Linked DNA regions of Larimichthys crocea: region 1 is linked to region 2. A link is a contact called in public Hi-C data. All regions are on one chromosome and are shown on one strand. Each heading gives the region's core, a stretch centred on a gene start, on an enhancer-like site or on the middle of the called end of the contact. The rest is flanking DNA. Distances are from core to core; before and after follow the strand shown. Region 1 holds the start of LOC104923521 (5-hydroxytryptamine receptor 3A). Region 2 holds the start of atp13a3 (ATPase 13A3).

Region 1 (4,349 bases), core at 1,277-3,776, 510 kb after region 2:
TTAATTTTGCAGCACAGTGTCCTTTTACACTAATTTTCAGTCACATTCCAGTCACTCCTAATATCTACAGTCTACAGTAATCTACAGTTATTGATTGATTTGTCTAGCCCAGAACCTGAGTCTCTAGACCTACCTATCAAAGCTGCTGAGTATCATGACAGTTAGAAAATATCACCCTTTGTCTTCACCCCCTCTTAGAATAAATGACTGTGCTATTGATCTTCTTTCTAGTGTGCCTCTGCCATCCAGTCTTGTATTGTATGTCTCCTGATCCAAAGAGGAGCAATGGAGATGTACATTAAGGACTCACTGGCAGCAGGGATCACAAGACCATGGTCGTCACCTCTTGGTGCAGGGTTTCAAAGAAGCACAAGACTGTGTCCTTGTATACACTTTTAAAGCATACAGTTTAGAACAAATGCTCTGCCATTAATTAAGTCTGGGTTTTTATTTCTGGGAGCCACCATCTTCTCTTAACTGGATCTTTGTAATGCATAACATATACTATGCATCAGAGAGAGAGAGAGAGAGAGAGAGAGAGAGAGAGATAAGCACATTTAATACGCTGCTGGGCCATACTCACTCATGTTGATAATTTTTTCCCAGGCTGTTTTTTCACTTTACGTTGCTGTGCCTAAAATGCCCACTGCCAAAGAGACTGTTCACCCACAAACCAAGGTTAAACTGAGAGAGCTAATCAAGACCTGAGTCAGCTCATCTGATCCTGGTGCCTGGAGTTACCATCTTCCCTGGGCTCAATATACTCATTATGCACACAACCACTAACACTGGTGTGTCACCTGTCAAGACCTCTTGAGGATATCAGCCCCCTCTGTTTCTTTCCCATGACTGCCATGGCATAGCAGAGCCCCTAGTGATTCTTCCTACTCCCATGCTTTAGAGATGCTGGCCTCCTTCCATTGACTAATCAGGTTCATTTTATGTATACTGTGCCTTTTAAAAAATAAACTATTTATTTGTGACTCATTATAAAGATGAAGAGAATTTCTCTGTTTGTTTTTGTGTGACTCACATACACAATCAAATGTTGATGTTTCATTACGGAAAACTTACCAGGGTTAGCCATATGAATACTGACAATGACTGGTCTTTTTCATTCTGAAAATGAGACATATTTATGATTATTAATGATGAATGAAATACACTTACACTACATCTGCACATGTTTTGAAGCAATGAATAGATGTTTGTGGATCTCAATGACTCACCACTCCTAAAATTCCCACCAGAGTTATACCGATGGTTACGTTCAGTGTATCTGAAAATGTTTTTACAGGTCGCAGTAGATTCTTACGAAACACTTCCTTATCAAGTGCAGCAAGCAAGGATTCAGGAGTTGGCCTGGTGCAGTTCAATGCTGCAACAAAACCTGAGTTAAGAAAGAGAACAAGAAAATCTAAATTCATGAGATAACCCAAATAAATGCACAATTCCTTTGTTGGTTTTTGCTTAAAGGTTTGGCAGATCTTTCTTTGTATGCTGAACAGAATAGTGGAAACACTTGCACTGAACTATTCAGCAAAATGCTTCATATCATCAACACAGTTAACACATTGCTACATTTCCAACACTTACATCCACACACATGCTCACTTAAATGTGGTATTTGTGTCATAAATGTTAACATGAAGTGTACATTCACTGAGCCAAAATGCAATAAAATCTGACATAATCTGTTACTCAGAAAATAATATTTGGTCAGTAGGCAACCTCAATATGCAACTATTTTCAGTCATCGGCGATAAATCACCATATAATTTGGCATACATTCTTCTCATTCCTGTCAGGATGAATTGTAAAACATTCGGTGACCCCTAAACTTTACATTTAGCACCACTATCGGATTAATAATGATTATAATTATAAAATTAATTATTATTAAAATTACTATAATTTCTAAATACCTGCAAACTAGCAACATTTTCATCAGCTGTTTTTTGCTTGAGTATTAGCATGCTAACACACTTATCTACAATGGTTAATATGCTAAATGTCATACCTACTAAAAAACAGCATACCAGCATTGTCATCATGAGCAATTAAGTGTAACCCAGCCAAAAGAGGACTCAGCTAATTGTTATTGCTGGTAATTTTGAACAATGGCAACTTGGGACTTTCACCCAACGATACAATTCAATGCTGAAGTTAAACTTCCCATATATTGTCAAAAGAAAAAAAAAATCCTTACTGTGAAGCAGTATAAAAAAGATGAAGATAAGTCCAGCTCTCTTTAGGTCTGTCATCTTGTGTGTGTGTCCGATCAACTACTTTCATTAACTGTCCCATCAGTTTCAAAGCAAAACAGCCTGAGTCAGCAGTCTGAGCAAATTCAGCTCTGGGCAAAGTTTTGATGACCCTCTTGCATGCAAATTCAATTCCTTTTTCGATCCTGCCATTCACTTCTCTGACGAATGTTCAGACTTGTTTCCTTGTCTGGAAATCCCATTATCTGGAACTGTTAATCCTGTTACCATATGCTCAGTACTTCCGTATGTTAATATTGCTGTTATTCCCCTACATCACAAAGATCTTGTTTCTAAATGGCCTCATCTCACACCCTTTCCTCCTGAATTACAATCATGCAAATAAAACCAGTCAAACAGGGTGTCAGGTGGCTATAATGTTGTTTTAAATTAATGTAGTTTAACTGTGCCTGTGTATTTTGGCAGTTTGCTAATATTTTAAGCAAACACCTCAAGGATGAAATGAGTCTGAGTCAGTATGATGTCCGAAACACAGTGTTGATATTTGAAACTGGAGAGCAGGGGCGGACTGGGACAATAATTCAGGCCGGGAATTTGATACCATCCCAGGGCACCACCACCACCCGATTAACACAAAACACCAAGAGTGAGTTAGGCTGGACACCTACTGATGTAAGAGTGTAATAATAATAATAAAGTAAAGGCTCCACATGCGCCCACATACAGCTTTTTCTATTTCTTTCCCCTACAAAATAAATGTTTCTGTTGTGCTGCAATAACCTGTACTCAAATCACATAGCAGCCACCCATAATTTCCCAGCTATTCAAATTCACTAATTGACAATCTTTATATGCATTGGCTATGTTCATATAACAAGAAATATGTTCTTAATCTCAATGAGATTTTACCTGGCAAAATAATGATTAGATGAAATAATATAATACATGGATTTCAATGTTCATATAATTTATTATGCTGTGTCTATGTCAGTTAACCATATTCTAAAATTTGCAACATCCTTTCTTACAACTTAAAACTTTTTATTAAGTCAGTTTTAGCCCCATCAGCTTCCACAAAGTGGAACTAACCTCCTCATGAAGCTAGTCGTGCTGGATGGTTGTGCGTTATCTGCAGAGGATGGATCAGAAGTTATTATCAGACTTATTACTGCCTGCAGAAAGATGAAAAGCACAATAATTTTAAGTGTTACCTGAAGATGCAGCTGTCTGGACAGAACGGCTCCAACTGTGCTGCACAGGTTACCGAGGAGGCTGTAAAACGATGTGACGGTTTCTCCCGGATTTCCTCTCCGGAATCTGCACCTCTGGTACACGATCCTTAAACAGTTAACACCGGTCAGTGCTGGAAACCTTTTCAATAAAAGTCCTGGAACAAAAGCTGGATAAAAAAAACGTACTTACAAAAGACATGAGAGCAGTAAAATGAGCGCCGATAAAGCGCAGAGACCGATGGGGACGCACAATTTATCTGCGTCTTGGGAGAAACAGGTGGTGGCTGAATCCACGCAAAATTCAACCAGACTGGAGAGAAAGGAGTTGGGGTTTCCTCTTGTCACTGCAGGACGCTCCATTTTAATTTGAAATATATCTACATTTGGGTTTCTTTGAAAAAACGAGGCGATGCAGCTGAGTGGAAGAGCCTGCGTGTTTTTAGGGAGGAGCTCACCTGTGTGATACACCTGCTGATCAGCCTGTCATATTTGCATACAGTATTTTAGGATCACCTTCGAGGAGTTCAGGTAGTCTACTGAATCCTTCCGAAGGATGAGGATCACAGAGGTGACTCTGATGATAGAGACATGTTTTCCTTTTTCCTTGTCGTGGGGCTTCTTGTTCTCAGTTTTTTAAAGTTGAGCCTTTAGACTGTAATTGAAAGGCAGGTTCTTCAGATCTCATCAGGACTTTTAAGGTCAAGCCATTCACTGCCTGCTTCAGATATGGCTGCATGAGTAAATGTTTGGTGGTTTTGGGGCGATTGTTTGGGACAGACCTCTTTCATAATGCACACATTAGAACAAGTTTAATTGACAACATTAAAAACTACTGCATTTTATTTAGGCGAGTCCAGACTCTTGTTATGACAAGACAGAAAAAGGTCTAATG
Region 2 (4,734 bases), core at 868-3,367:
AAAGATTATATAACAGTGATTTGCTTGAGATGTTGTGAAAGGACTCCACTGATTTGAGTCAGTTTTCTTGTCACAGATTGTCTGTAACATTGTATCAGAAAACTAATATATTAGATATAACTGTCTTCTGGACTGGGAGAATTAGACAAATAACACTGATGATGTCTAAACTTGGGCATGAAACTTTGATGCACACACTATTTTAATTTTTTATAATTTTGGGCTCTGTTGCTTTTTGACCAGTCTTTGTTTACTCTTTCTTGCAAATCCCCCAACTTTATGGAGTTAAGACTAAATCACTGGAGAGTTTAATGAACCATCCATACTCCTATTTGTAAATTTGCTTGGTTGGATTGGCTGGATTAACCCAGGACAAGAAATGTGCTGCTGGGTTCTCTCTGGTCTACTGATCCTGCCACCTCCTGCTGTCTGAGCACTGCGTATGAACTACACAACTGTAGATTACATGATGTTGTCATTATGTGCTGAAGGTTCAGAATAGCACTTTGTTGCCCTTATATGTAGATTAGGCTATGATAATTTGATTAAACACAACTTCATGTAGTAATATACACTAACATGTGGGAGCTCAGGACCCTTTAGGGTCACATGATCAGCTAACAATGCAGGACAAGGCTGAGGTGATATTGCATTTATTTGTACAAAATTGTGACAAACTGTCAATTAACTTAATTACTAATGAGTGAACATGGGGCTGTAGAAATCTGTATCCCAGAGCTCTTACCTGCATTATCAATTCCCTTCCTGATTAACCTTTCTATTGTGTTCATGGGAAAATTGGCCACTACCAATAATAAAAATCATAATAACTTTATTAATGACACTGAAAAACAAACATACGGTACAAACAAAGATTCAATAAAAATATGACATATCTTAGTGACTTGGATAAACAGATACCAGTTTGTGGTAATCCCTCAATATGTCTTTACAGTGGTCAATGTTAGCATATTAATTATACTTCTTTTACTGAAAAAGGAGTGGTTTACACAACATAAATAAGTGCCTAGGGTTGCAAAATCTGGGAATTTTCAAAGTTGGAAACTTTCCATGGGAATTAATGGGAATCTGTGGGAATACATGGGGATTCATGGGAATAAACAAGGAATTTACTAAATTGAATGTTGGTATGGAATTTAAATATAATTGGGTAAAATATATTTTAGCATAATCTCGACTAAAACAACCAGATTTCATGCACTTGAAGATCTATGCTGTTCCCCCATTACATGCACAGATGATTTCTAAAAAGCAAACAGCACATGAAAATGTATTCACACAGTAGATAGCTAGCTGATAAATTCCATTGACCATTTATACCATTTACCATAACATGATGCCAGCTTACCCCCAATTACTACATCACCCCAAATTTCCAGTGAAATCAGCCCCAACTCTTAGCACTTATCTTTTGACATGCTTATGGCTGAGCTCTTTTAAAGAATTTTTAATCGTAATCCCGTGATTCGTTTAATGTTTTAAATTGTTTCCAAATTTGCTGTTTTAATGATTTTAAATGACATTCTGATGTTTTTAATTAAATTTTCTTCTCTTTTTTATTTTATTTTATTATTTCTATTGTTTGTCTTAATGTCCAATGTTTTTCCTTGCCTCTGTAAAGCACTATGAATTGCCTTGTGTACGAATAGTGCTATACAAATAAACTTGCCTTGACTTGCCTTGCCTTAATTCCCACAAATTTCCAAAAATCCCCATGGAAAGTTTCCGATTTGGACTAGTTCCAACAGCTGAATTTCCTATGGAAGGTTTCTGGAAATTTACTTGAAATTTCTAATAATGATGGAGCAATGAAATTGGTTAAAATACGTCACATATTTACTTTGACTGGCAACACCATAATAGGAAACAAGGAAGGAACATGATGATTAAGTCTAAATCATGTGCAGAGCACAGTGTACAGCACTTCCACACCATGTGCTATTTTTTAAATCCCTGCTTTATACTGAGCTCTGACACAAAAATCAATCTTTACTTTTAATCACCTCGCCTCCACGTGCCATTATGTGTTCGCCCAAAGCTGTGACGCAGTGAATGAGCGCTTCATAATGACAACAACATTTAGTCTGAGGGGTTTTGCTGTGTACACCTTGCACAGCGCTCCCGTGATGTCACCACACATCACTTCCTGCCGTCAGACAGCCAGTTCGGGCCAGTTCACGGTGCTGTAGTACTCAGCCCGTCCTGCCGAGCTGTCAACACACAGCAAACATCCACTCTGCCTGTCGGGCTGCGACAACATTTCCCTATCAAACTTAGTCCGTTTTCCTCTTCAACGACGTTTTCCTTCAGATAACAGCTGCTCTCGTCTCACTATGACTCGAAGGTGATCTTCAGAGTGTCCAGGTGGTTCTGGGTGAGTGTTTTATTCTCATATATATATATATATTTGTGTGTGTGTCTGTGTGTGTGTGTGTGCGCTTTGCCCACATCGCTGTCATCATCACCCATGTGTCAGTGGCTACCTATTGAGGCTAACGCTAACGATAGCTAGCTGATGCGTGTACAGGAAAACCGGTTTGTGTTTTGCTATTGAAACAACGTTTTGGCCTCTGGGTGGTTTGTGAAACCGAAAGCAGAGAGATCACCGGCGGGGAGACACATGGACGTTTGTTGGTTTATAAGCCAAGCCACCAATTAGCTGGCTAACAATGAAGCCTGGCTAACATTAGCCCAGCTAGCCGACAACAACCGACGTCTTCCCCCGGTGAAGCACTTCCCTGGCTGCCGGGGGGCTCGGAGCCATGATTCATGGTCAGCAGGCAGCAATTGAGCACCAAATGTAATTATGGATAAACATTAGAAAACCTAGATTATGTTACAGTGTCCACTTGTGACAGTTACACGTACCGTGTGTGGTTGTAAGCTTGTTTTTGTGCTCCTTTAATTGGCTTTCCTACGTTGTTGTTATTACTTACAGCCATTTCATTACAATACATAATAAATACATGAAGTTTTAATCGTTTAACACGTCTCTTTCCGTTAGCTTTGACTCATTCCTCTTAAACACCTGTCACCTGGTCGAGTCTCCAGTAACAGGCTCAGATATATTTAAGATATATATATATATACCACCAGCAGCCTGTTCAAACCTGCTTTAAATCATAAACCCTCATTACAAACTCATCTTCAGTGTGTTAGAACATTTAAATAGTAGCTTTTTTAAAATTCAAAACAAATGTCTTCTTTACAATAATCATGAGCTCCTTCGCATTTAATTCATGCACACAATAATTACAAAATAAAAACAATCTATTATCCAGTGTATTGTGTTCAATGGCTAAAACTCAGAGTATTAACACAGCTCACTCCAAAACTGTATAACAAAATGTAGGAAACCAAAGCTATCTGTTTAGATAGTCTATCATTTTCTCTGTTTTCTTACATTACACATCTGTATGAATGTGAACTGGTGAAACAATTGTCCAGTGTCGCATCAACATTGTACTGAAAGACAAAGTTGCTAGGGAATAACTGGTTTCCCCCCCCGAATGACCGGTCACAGTAACCTGTACCTGCTGTTTCTGCCGCGGTACGCTCCGTTCAGTTCGATGGTATGAATTAATTGTGGATATTAGTAAGCATGTGTTTTATTTTGAGAACTAATCTCTATGAAAGTATAGGTAGTAGTCGTATAGATTCAAAGCACCAACTGACTGATCACGTGATTCAGTAGAGCCACTTTTTTAATATGTGAACAGGTCTTTTTGCACATTTGGATTATTACTCATTGACCAGTTTCACGGAGACCGCGATTGGACATTGGTCATTTTCGAGTCCTTCCACAAATTCTTAATTTGATTGAGGTCTGCATCCGACTTTCCCGTTACACTTCATTTCGGAATCTCCCATAAGCCTTTTGGTAAATAGTATCCGAGTAATCATGTGAGTCATTTTCAACTATGGTGTTATCTTCGACAATCTACCCTAAAGCTACAACTGGTGAAGCAGGATGGTAAGGGCTGTTACATGCACAGTGTCTCGGACCCTTCACAGTGACCCGAGGCCTCTTGGAGGACACCGACATAATTTTTTAAGGGTCTTATAGCTGTGCCTTAGTCGTCATCGGCCTTAACATGCTGCACTGCACATTGAGGGCCTTTGTTTATAATTTTCCGTTAATTGGTACCACCCAAATCGATGATGACACAGATCCGAAAACAGGTGAGATGAATTGTGTCGACATGCTTTTGTCAACATATATTTGTTAGAATTGAGATACATGTGTCCAGATTTGTTCTCATTTAGTCTTTATTAAAAGTCTTAAAGTAGTTGTTCTCACATGTGGCTGCACACTGTCAGCATGGATATCATTAATTTAGACTGCTGGGTGCTATTTATTTATCGGCATTTGTTCCGCGCCATGGCTGGCATGCCAGGGCCACAAAAGGCTTCAGTAAACAAAGGATCAGAAAGGGATTGGGCTTTTTATAGCCATCGCAGATCAATTTCAAAATGTCCTCATCGATTGTCAGGTTTATTTGTGTAACATAAAAATAGAAATTGTGCGGAGCAGCTCAGGACAAATATTCATTGTCCGTTCACTTTTCTGTTTATACATTAACAGAGGCATTAGCTGGCGCGTGCGTCTTCTTTGCTTCCACAATGAGGCTTAGAAGATAATTGGTTTGCGTGGCTTTTTAATGAGAATGTGACCTTTGAGTTGAGAGGGATGATATCCACACACACACACAC

What was found. A called contact is a pair of places that touch in the nucleus more often than the background predicts.
Region 1: a contact with region 2 is called in a Hi-C map of muscle, with 15 times the contacts expected there. The contact joins the promoter of LOC104923521 here to the promoter of atp13a3 in region 2. A contact is called at or near these places in 2 of 7 Hi-C or Micro-C datasets (both in muscle).

What each region holds. Positions count from the first base shown.
Region 1 is chrXVII:23,294,805-23,299,153 of L_crocea_2.0, forward strand. LOC104923521 (5-hydroxytryptamine receptor 3A) reads right to left here and starts at 2,527. Exons shown (of 9, transcript XM_019273278.2): 1 at 2,210-2,527; 2 at 1,230-1,390; 3 at 1,075-1,119. The coding sequence starts at 2,264.
Region 2 is chrXVII:22,782,171-22,786,904 of L_crocea_2.0, forward strand. It overlaps atp13a3 (ATPase 13A3), which reads left to right and starts at 2,118. Exons shown (of 33, transcript XM_027290023.1): 1 at 2,118-2,395.